Linked DNA regions of Mus musculus: region 2 is linked to region 1. Evidence: chromatin contacts called from public promoter capture Hi-C data. All regions are on one chromosome and are shown on one strand. The core of a region is the stretch at or near the end of the contact, and the rest is flanking DNA. Distances in the headings are between cores, read along the strand shown.

Region 1 (4,681 bases), core at 1,331-3,830:
TGGAGACGAAGCCTTCAGCACCGAGCCTTTGTGGGGAACACCTCACATCTAATCCATAGCAAGCATCTCAGTACTGGGACAGAAGTCAGGATAACTTAAGCTAAGGCCCCTGATGTTGAGCTGCCAGCCTAGTGGGTGAGCCTGTGGGTCTGCACCCATGTTGGGCTATGACAAAAACCTTAGTTGGAGCAACACAGTTGTGGCTGCACAGAGAAAACGACACCTTGCCTTCAGGTTTCTTGCCTAAATGTCCTTGGCCATCTGTTGTCCTGGTCCTGCAACCAGGACTTTCTAGAACAGGGAGTGGACAAAAGGAATAGTACCATGACCAGTATGGGGACTCTCAGAACCACTCCCTCTCGAATGGACTGAGATGTGGGCTTCTGTCTTTTCTGTACATCAGTAGAAGCTGTCAGAGTCCCTACTTAAAAACCCCCTAAGACATGCCCAATTCCTTCTCTGTACAATAAGATGAAGGAAGCAGGCATTGCAATAGTGGTTTGACAAGTCTTTGGTTTTGATTTTTAAATGAGATTCCATGTGGCCCAGGCTGGCCTTGAACTGACTATGGCGCTGAGGATGGTCTTGAACTGCTGATCGTCTCAGATTACAGGTATGAACCACCATACCCAGTTTTATGCAATGCTGGAGATAGACCCCAAGGCTTCCTGTATGCCAGGCAAGCAAGCATTCTACAGCTGAGATACACCCCCGGCCCTTACCAGACTTTTGTCGTCCTGTTCAGTGGAGAGAGTTGAGTAAAATGGAGCAGCCAGGGTGGGAAGCTGGGGGAGGCCACCATTCTAGGAATTTCCAGAAAGGCAGACTGGAGAGCGATAGACACAGAATACTACACATTGTTCCTAGAACATTGTCTCATGCCCGAGAATGTGCAACTCTGAGTTTCTGTGGCTTCAGAGTGGTCCACTCCAAATCCCCTCCGGAGGTTCCGTTTTCCAGGCCCTTCCACAGTTTTCTTCCTTCCCTGAGGCAGCTCTGCTGGCTCCTCTACCATTCCCAGGTCATTCCCACACCAGAGCCTGGACACTAGCTGTGCTCACCCTAAAAACCTGTCCCACATAAGCAATGACCAACTCCTTGTGAGTCAGCCTTGGCTGTGCCCACCCTTCCCAAGCTACCAGTCACTGCCCAGTCCTCACTCAGCCTTTCTACAGCCATACATCACTGGGTGACATTTTCTTGTATGTATCTTTATCTACTGTCACACATACACACACACACACACACACACACACACACACACACACACACACACACACTGAATGTGGATTCCCTGCGGACTGGAGTAATATCTGTCTCTGTCTCCTTTCCATCATGTATATGCCCACTTAGATCATACCAGGAATATATATATATGATGTTGACTAAACGAACAGATCCTATGGCCAAAAAGAACCCAGAACTGTATGTGGAAATGTGTCTGCTTATCTGTGATGTGCATCCTGGGCCTCATTGCCCTTGGCCAACCAAAGTTCCATGAGAAAGTAAACTGGGGTACAGACCTAGACTCACTGGCAGGTGCTGGTTTCCTCAATGGGGGCGGAGCAGGGGATAATACCAAAAGCCAGACTAGACCCAATGCTCAAGTGGAAACAAGCTCAGGGGTGCAGAGAAGGTCTTTGATCTACGAGCACCTAGACCGTCTTTGGGGTCCTACCCATGTCCTCAGCTTTTATTTGCACGAATTCTCATTGTGGCCAGGCACAAGCATGCATATTAAGACCCTGCCTTTAGCACATGACAGTTCTCTGCAGGCTGTGTTAGTGAACGCCATCTCATTGAGGTCACACACAGCTACACTGTTACCCTCAGCTGACAGTCAGGAAAGCCAAAGTTCAGAAAGGACTGGGATCAGAGTAGGGTGGGCTAGGTGCAAACTCTATCTGCTGCCCTTCTCCTGGGCTACAGCCTGCTGGTTCTTCTGTGAAGTTCCAGGTATGAAGCTAATTATGTGAAGTTAGTTAGTTAGTTAGTTAGTTAGTTAGAGACTGTCTCTGTGTAGTCCTAGCTGTCCTGGAACTCGCTCTGTAGACCAGACTGGCCTTGAACACAGAGATCCACCTGCTTTTGCCTCCAAATGCTGGGATTAAAATGTGTGCCACCACTGCCCAACACATTTGTAGATGACACTTCATTTCACAATGTTTCTTACACCTATGCCTGGAGAATTGCCAAGAACTGACTCAAGCTATAGTTCTCTCCCTGCTAGTATCCAAGAGGCAAGTTCTAAAGATTCAGTCACTGCAGCAGGAAGCCTGGTCCCCCCACCCCCTTTGGGGAAGTGCTGGAATCCCCTCCCATACAAACAAGGGAAATTCCTCCCTAGAAGCCAGGAGCCGCCTTGTTCGCCTTGTTCCGAACAAAGCTTGGCAGGATTCTTATGCCTCATCAGTCTGACAGAACATGTATTTATTTGTGCCTCTCAATCAGGGTGGCTTGGACATGGTGTTCTGAGTCTCGGACATGGCCACTCACCAAGTGAAATAACGGTTTCTATAGCAACAGTTCTTTTTTATTGATATCAGAATAAATGGGAGTGCAAAAGTGCCTCCCATCTTGGGGGTTTAAGGCCCGCCCTTTGGGGGCGGCTGCCTCAGCCATCTAGGACCTGCTTAGCACTCCCTAAGTCTGAGACCTGCAGAGGAACTAGCAGCCCGGGCACTGCAGAGGAGCTCACAGCCCAGGACCTGTAGAGAAGTAAGACTCGAATCTGGTCTGCTTCGCATGCTGTTAGGCTGACTGTGTTCCAAGAGAAGGTGGAGGGAAGGAGAAGGACCTGAGAGCATCAGAGAAAGCTGTCTCGGCAACTGAAGCCTTCAAATTGTGGGTACTGGGACCCTGCCTCCCTGAGGTGAGGTGCTGCAGGGATAAAAAGTGGAGGTGGGGGGTATGGGGTTAAGTAGGCTCTCAGTGACAGCTCTGTAGTCTGGTTGACCGTTTGCTTGTAAATACTGAGAGGAATTTAACACCTGCTACAGCCTCTCTTAAATCCATTATCACACAGTAGGGGTGTGAAGGGTCAGCAGGAAGGGTTCACTTAATAGTGAACAGATAGACAAAATCAACAGATAGTCCAGGTTCAATTCTGCACGGAATTGGGTTTGGGCACCAGAGCTCAGCTCAGACTCTGGCTCCCTCATACATTGGCTTTGAGATCTGGAGAAATCAGATGACCTCTCTGAGGTTTGCTCCTAAGAAGGGGTTGCCCACCTTCTCAGTTTATTGCCAGTTTTTGAATCAGGGGTTAGACCGGTAGTGCAGGCTATGGGTAATTCCCACCTTGCCGATGGACTTAGCTTCATCATATAGTACACGGCCAGTCTGGGACTAGAGAAATCAGGGAATAGAGGATTGCCTGTCGCTAGGAAGCTGCTATAAGTGGGATGGCCTCTTGACAGTTCCCACACATAGGTTTCTGAGCAGCTTGGATCCTTCATGCTTCCTAGCATGAAGTGTGGTAACTCCTGCTGTGATTTTCCCTGAGCCAGCTGCCAGGTGGCAGCAGCTCACAAGGGCAGCACTATGGTAGTGTGCTCATGTGGCTTCCTACTCAACAGCATGGCACAATCCCCAACCTTGCTAAGGACCCTATATGCCTCACCCTTCAAACTCAACCCTTCTTGCTGGTTAAACGGTTCCAGGGGGCCAAGACAAAGAGTTGAGGAAGCTGGTCTGGAGTAGTCTTGGGCCCTCTTGCCCAAATGGACAGGTAGCTCCAAGACGAAGAAGAAGGCTGGCCTGAGTCTTCAGGGAGACCTAGAGATGTGGCCATGTATGTTCTTAGGTTACTGGCCAGTGAGCTACAAATGCATACCACCCACAGGGAGGAAAGGGCAAGCAGGACATGTGGCTGCCAGCTTGTCGCTTCTCTGAATGTTTCTCCTTCTCTTGCCAGTGCTTCTCAAAGCCTCCCCTCTGGGCCTGCTGATGCTGGACCGGAAAGGTTTGGAGGGACAGGGGGTTGAAGTCTGGCCACAGGCCTGACAGGGAAGGCTGCTTCAAGCAGCAGGGCAGTATTTGCATTGCTCACTGGCTGATTCTCTGGCCTTAATGGTCTCAGTCATCAAAGGGAACCAACTGCCTCTTCCTTAGGGTTTCTTGAATATACAGAGAGAGCAAAGGGCTGTAAATTGGTTCTATTGAGTCAAAAACATGCCGTTCCTGGGAGACAATATTGTGGTAGAAAGAGTCCAAGGTTTGGAGTCCAATGATTCCGGCTTTGCTACATACTCAACATTGACCTTAGCTTAATAAGCTCTGATTTTTCTCAACTGTAAAATTAGTTGCCATCAAGATAATCATGAGATTCAGACCAAGTTCCATGCTCACTGCAAAACATGCAAGACAGGAGGCTAATAGTTTGCCTAGATGGGGCTTACTCGGCAAGGTAGTATACAAAGTACAGTGTGCACACCATCATCTCACCTTCTAATGACCTTAGGGTGGTGGAGGTTGCCATGACCTCCACAGGTCAGAGGCTGAGAGAGTGTGAGCTGTTTGCCCGAGGTCACACAAGCTACAATTATGTGTTACATTTGTTTCTTTTGCTTTATCCATTGGACACTTTACTGGACCCAGTGTTGTTTGCCGTGACTGATGCATCAGAAACACAATAAGAACACTGAAGATAGAGGGAATGCAGTCAGAAGGGACATGAAGA
Region 2 (4,100 bases), core at 964-3,463, 2.8 Mb before region 1:
ACCTTGGACCTACATTTAGGAAGGCCCATTAACTGTTAACTGTAACTACCTTTCTGTAGTTCCTTGTTGTGCAATAGACTTCATAATAGTACTTACAGTATGCACATCAGATATTGTCATTAAAATAAGCATTTGTACTTGTCCCTATGCAAAATTTTGTTGATTTGAACAATACTTTATTGGTTCCAAAGTAGGTTGTGTAAAAGAAATGCTTTTATCTTTCCAGGAATTGATAGTCTGGTATCTTGACCATAACTAAAAGTGACATGGCACATAGTTACTATTTTGCATCTGACCACATATATAGCTTGAGGATGAGTCACTGGCATGAAAGTGGGTTTCAGATGCTGATCATAGCTCATGAGCAAGATCCATACCTCCAAGGAGTGTTGCTTCATTTACAGTGACATTTAAAACTGAGATAATGGGTGTTTTAGATATAGGAGCTAGAAATATATTACACGTCCATTAAAAAGGGATGTTGTGGACCACTCATTGTTACCTTCCATGTCTGTGAAACTTCTATCCATGTTGTAATGTGTGATTAAAATTTACATACATGTTTTATGAGTAGTGGAGATGGCTGTAGGTAAATCTACACCATTTTCACCCAGTTACCTTTAGTCCTGTAGCGGTGAAAGGAACAATAGTACTCTGTGTTGGGAGATCTGTTTGCTGACATTGTCCTTGACATTGATATGCCCTTCATCTGTCTTGGAGAGGTCACTGTGGGGTCAGGACACTTGCATGGCTCTTATATTGTGGAATAATTTTTCTTCATCTGTGCCATCTTTCTGTTACCTAGACTAATGAGTCACAGAAGGAAAACTTCCTTAAGCTATCAAAGTTTAGCAAGAATAAATAGGTCTATGGTGTTAGTATAATGCAAAATAAGATAGCATTTAATACCGTCTCTGCATCAACATCATAGTGACAGTGCCCTCACTGAGTCGGAAATTGAGGACTTACTGAGACACACCATCTGGCAAAATATGGAAGGCCAGTTTTGTGCCAATTGAAAAAGCTGTGTCAGATCCAACTCTTGTGCATTTCGAATATTATCAGATGCCTTGGAAAACGTTTATCACTTTTTAATTACAAAGGACTAAGGGATTTCAGTGCCCCAAAGAAAATATCAGAAGCCCAAAGGTAGAACTATTACCCAGTGGATGATAAGATGCAGCCGTTAACCTTGAGCTCGTGTAGGAAATAAGGACAATCTCGTCCCAGGGTCTTTTTTAGAAGAGTCAGAGGAGTGGCATGTCCTTGATCTGTCTAAATGGAGCTGTGGAGCAGGTCTTTCTGTTATTCTGACGGTTGCCCAGCTTCTTTCTCCTGCGGCATGGCCAGTCCTTGGAAGCACATGCCAAGAAATCAGCTTGCTTCTGCATCTTGGCCTATCATGTAAGCTGTGGTCTGTCATGTTCATTAAAATGAAAATTTGTCGAATGGAATTTGCCCGACTGGCAGAATAGTTTAAATGTCAGATGTTGTTAGGCCTGGATATAAATATTATGTTTCTATTGTTAATTAATTGCAGTGCCTTAGTACCAGTGATCCAAAATCCAATTTAGTCTGCAATAGGCCTGTGGATATGGGCCAGAGATAATGAATGCAGAGGGGAAATGTATTCAGACTTTCCATTGTATTTATCAATGTCCTCTTAGAAAAATGGCAAATTTCAGTGTGTCACCGAAGTTCAAGAGGTGCCAAGCAGGACAGAATTAAGACTCATGGTCTTTGGAAACCTCTTCCGTGTTACTGTTGAGACTGCTCACTGCTTCTACTGTATGTCTTCGTGTCAGAATGCCAAAGGGGTCCTTCTCTGTCCCCTTTCCTTTCGTCCCCTCTCATCGGCCCTGCCCCATCTGTTGTTATGTTTGAAGCTTACTTCAGAGTCATAGGTAGAATGGGGGCAACCCTGTGCAACTAGCCCTGTGCTCCTGTATGGCATTTCCCTCTCTTCCGTTGCTGTATATCATTCCTCTCTTCTGCTTTTTCATCCCGTGTTTTGGTCCCCAGGCTCAGCAGCCTGTCTGTCAAGTCTGCCTCTGTTTGTTAAGATCATTTTGCTTCCAAATTGAGCTGGAGGCTGATTATCACCCAGAATAATGCTGGTAGAATTGCCTGCATCAGAACCGGGGAGCAGAAATCTTGCTACCGGTGCCCAGACTTCCAAACTGATGTTATTGCCAAGCCATGAGCCAACAGGCTCTGACTGCCATCCGCAATCAATATTTTGTTGAATGCTTGCTGTGAGTGTGGCATCTTACCCTGCCACCTCCATGGGTTCCAGAAGCAAATGGGTGTGCCAGGAGGAGAAGGGCTAATTAAGACTTTGGAAGGCAGGACTGATGTGGTCCAGTAGTCAGGGACCCTCATTTAGTTCCTGGCATCCTGTTCCATGCCAGCCTCCCTCTGCCCTTCTGATATGCAGGGCAAGAAGCAGAGGAGGAAAAATGAACTTTGGTCTGCTTTGAGGGTCCCTGTCCAACAGTGTCTGTCAGATTAAAAATGAGAGGGAAGGAGGCCAGAGAATCTTCCAGATGGAGAGTTCAGAGGAGGGCACAACCAGACTCCTTTTCTTGATGACGTAGCTGGGCCATTTGAGCCCTTGGCCAGGAAACAGGTGTTGCACAGACTGTTTCCTAGTCCTGAAGTGGAGCAGGATCTGGCAGAACAGGCATCAGAAGCTCTGGGTGGGTGCTGGTTCAATGGGTTACATACAAGCTCTCTGGTGGAGGTGCAACACGAACTGCGGTTCTGGGCAGCAGGGGCTTGCTGAGACCATAGCACTGACAGTCACTCTCTCTGCCTCTCAGTTACACAGTTTTCTAAATAATTTCCATATGCATTAAAAAGTGTCCAGTATTGGGATCTGAGAGGAAGAATTTGTTCAATTGAGAGCAAGTATTTACAATAAGACTTGAGGTAAACACTGACTGTCTATTTGGACACCTTTAAAAACAGATTCTTTTAAGCACGTATCTGCATACATACTCTCAGTTTTTCCTAAAGATGAACCTCTTTTTCTCGAATTCAGACTAGCAGAATTTGGGGGAGGGCTGTTGCTACTGTGAACAGAGCTATTTGACTTGAAATGTCATCCCGTTCCAAGAAAACATACCGGGAGCATGTTAGGGCACCCCTGTGCAAATGTCATATTGCCACAGGGTGTCCCCTGGAGATGAGTCCAGTATGTCCTAGTCCTGTCTGGTGGTCACAGACTCATTGACCCCCCATTTTCAGGGACCCAGCCCAGATCAGGTCACACTCCCAGAGATTTCATGGAATTTGATTTGCCTGGAATTCTGTGAATCTTGAGGAGGTAATTATTGACCGCCTGGCATTCTACTCCTCAGATGTCACCTAATGACTTCCACATCTCATGCTGCTTGGCAAATTTACTTTTGCAATGTCTAGCAAATATGACAGTATTGAACAGGTATGACGAAAGTGTGCTATGTGTGTGTGTATGTGTGTGTGGGGGTGGTGGTGGTGGTGGTGGAGGTGCACTGATATATGCCTCAGGCCATGGAGGATGGGCTTGAGCAGGGAGATTTCTGTTTTATGAAATTCTCAAAAAAAAAAAAAATAGGAGAAAGTAAGGAGTGGTTGAAATCAAAGGACAAATCCCTAAAGCAACCACAGCTTTAGAATTCCAAATCATTGTATGCTAGCAATAGTGAAAACATACTCGGACATTAAGCAAGCTTTGCAGTGTGCCTGTTCCTGGCTAGACACTCTTCTACACACTCTTCTAGCTGCACCACAGAGCAAGTCACTCTTAAAGTTATGGATTTGAGGAAGGGCTTCTGTTTGTTTTTTACAACGTAAGGTAAATCATGAAGGTAAAGGCTATTCTGAACCCTAAAGTACGTCCAAGGTTTGTGTATAGAATATAGAGATATAAATTCAGACACAATTTCTAAGACTACATAGGAGAAAATGTTAGGTTTGGGGGCTTTGCTGTTATTTCTTGTGAGTGTTAAGTCACTATGCAGATTGTCAAATAACTCCATGCATTTAAAAATATTCATTTATCATCAGGTGGTTTAACCAGACCTGTTTTCCAACTGCCTGGTTTTTACCGATATGTA

What was found. Promoter capture Hi-C pulls out the DNA fragments that hold promoters and counts their contacts.
Region 2: a contact with region 1 is called in a promoter capture Hi-C map of liver, with 3 times the contacts expected there. The contact joins the enhancer-like site here to the promoter of Fam107a in region 1. A contact is called at or near these places in 6 of 39 promoter capture datasets (cranial neural crest, hippocampal neurons, liver and 2 more) and 1 of 115 datasets of contacts at active chromatin or transcription factors (astrocytes).

What each region holds. Positions count from the first base shown.
Region 1 is chr14:8,307,676-8,312,356 of GRCm38.p6, reverse strand. Fam107a (family with sequence similarity 107, member A) reads left to right here and starts at 2,580. Exons shown (of 4, transcript NM_183187.4): 1 at 2,580-2,872.
Region 2 is chr14:11,131,429-11,135,528 of GRCm38.p6, reverse strand. It overlaps a transcript of Fhit not described here. Among named protein-coding and RNA genes, the nearest start is that of Mir5124b, 150 kb to the left of the region's middle. Within about 2 kb of position 2,213, at least 5 of the 459 cell types and tissues checked have an H3K27ac peak or open chromatin away from gene starts, as enhancers often do. A contact at or near this core is called in hippocampal neurons and liver, where this site is marked.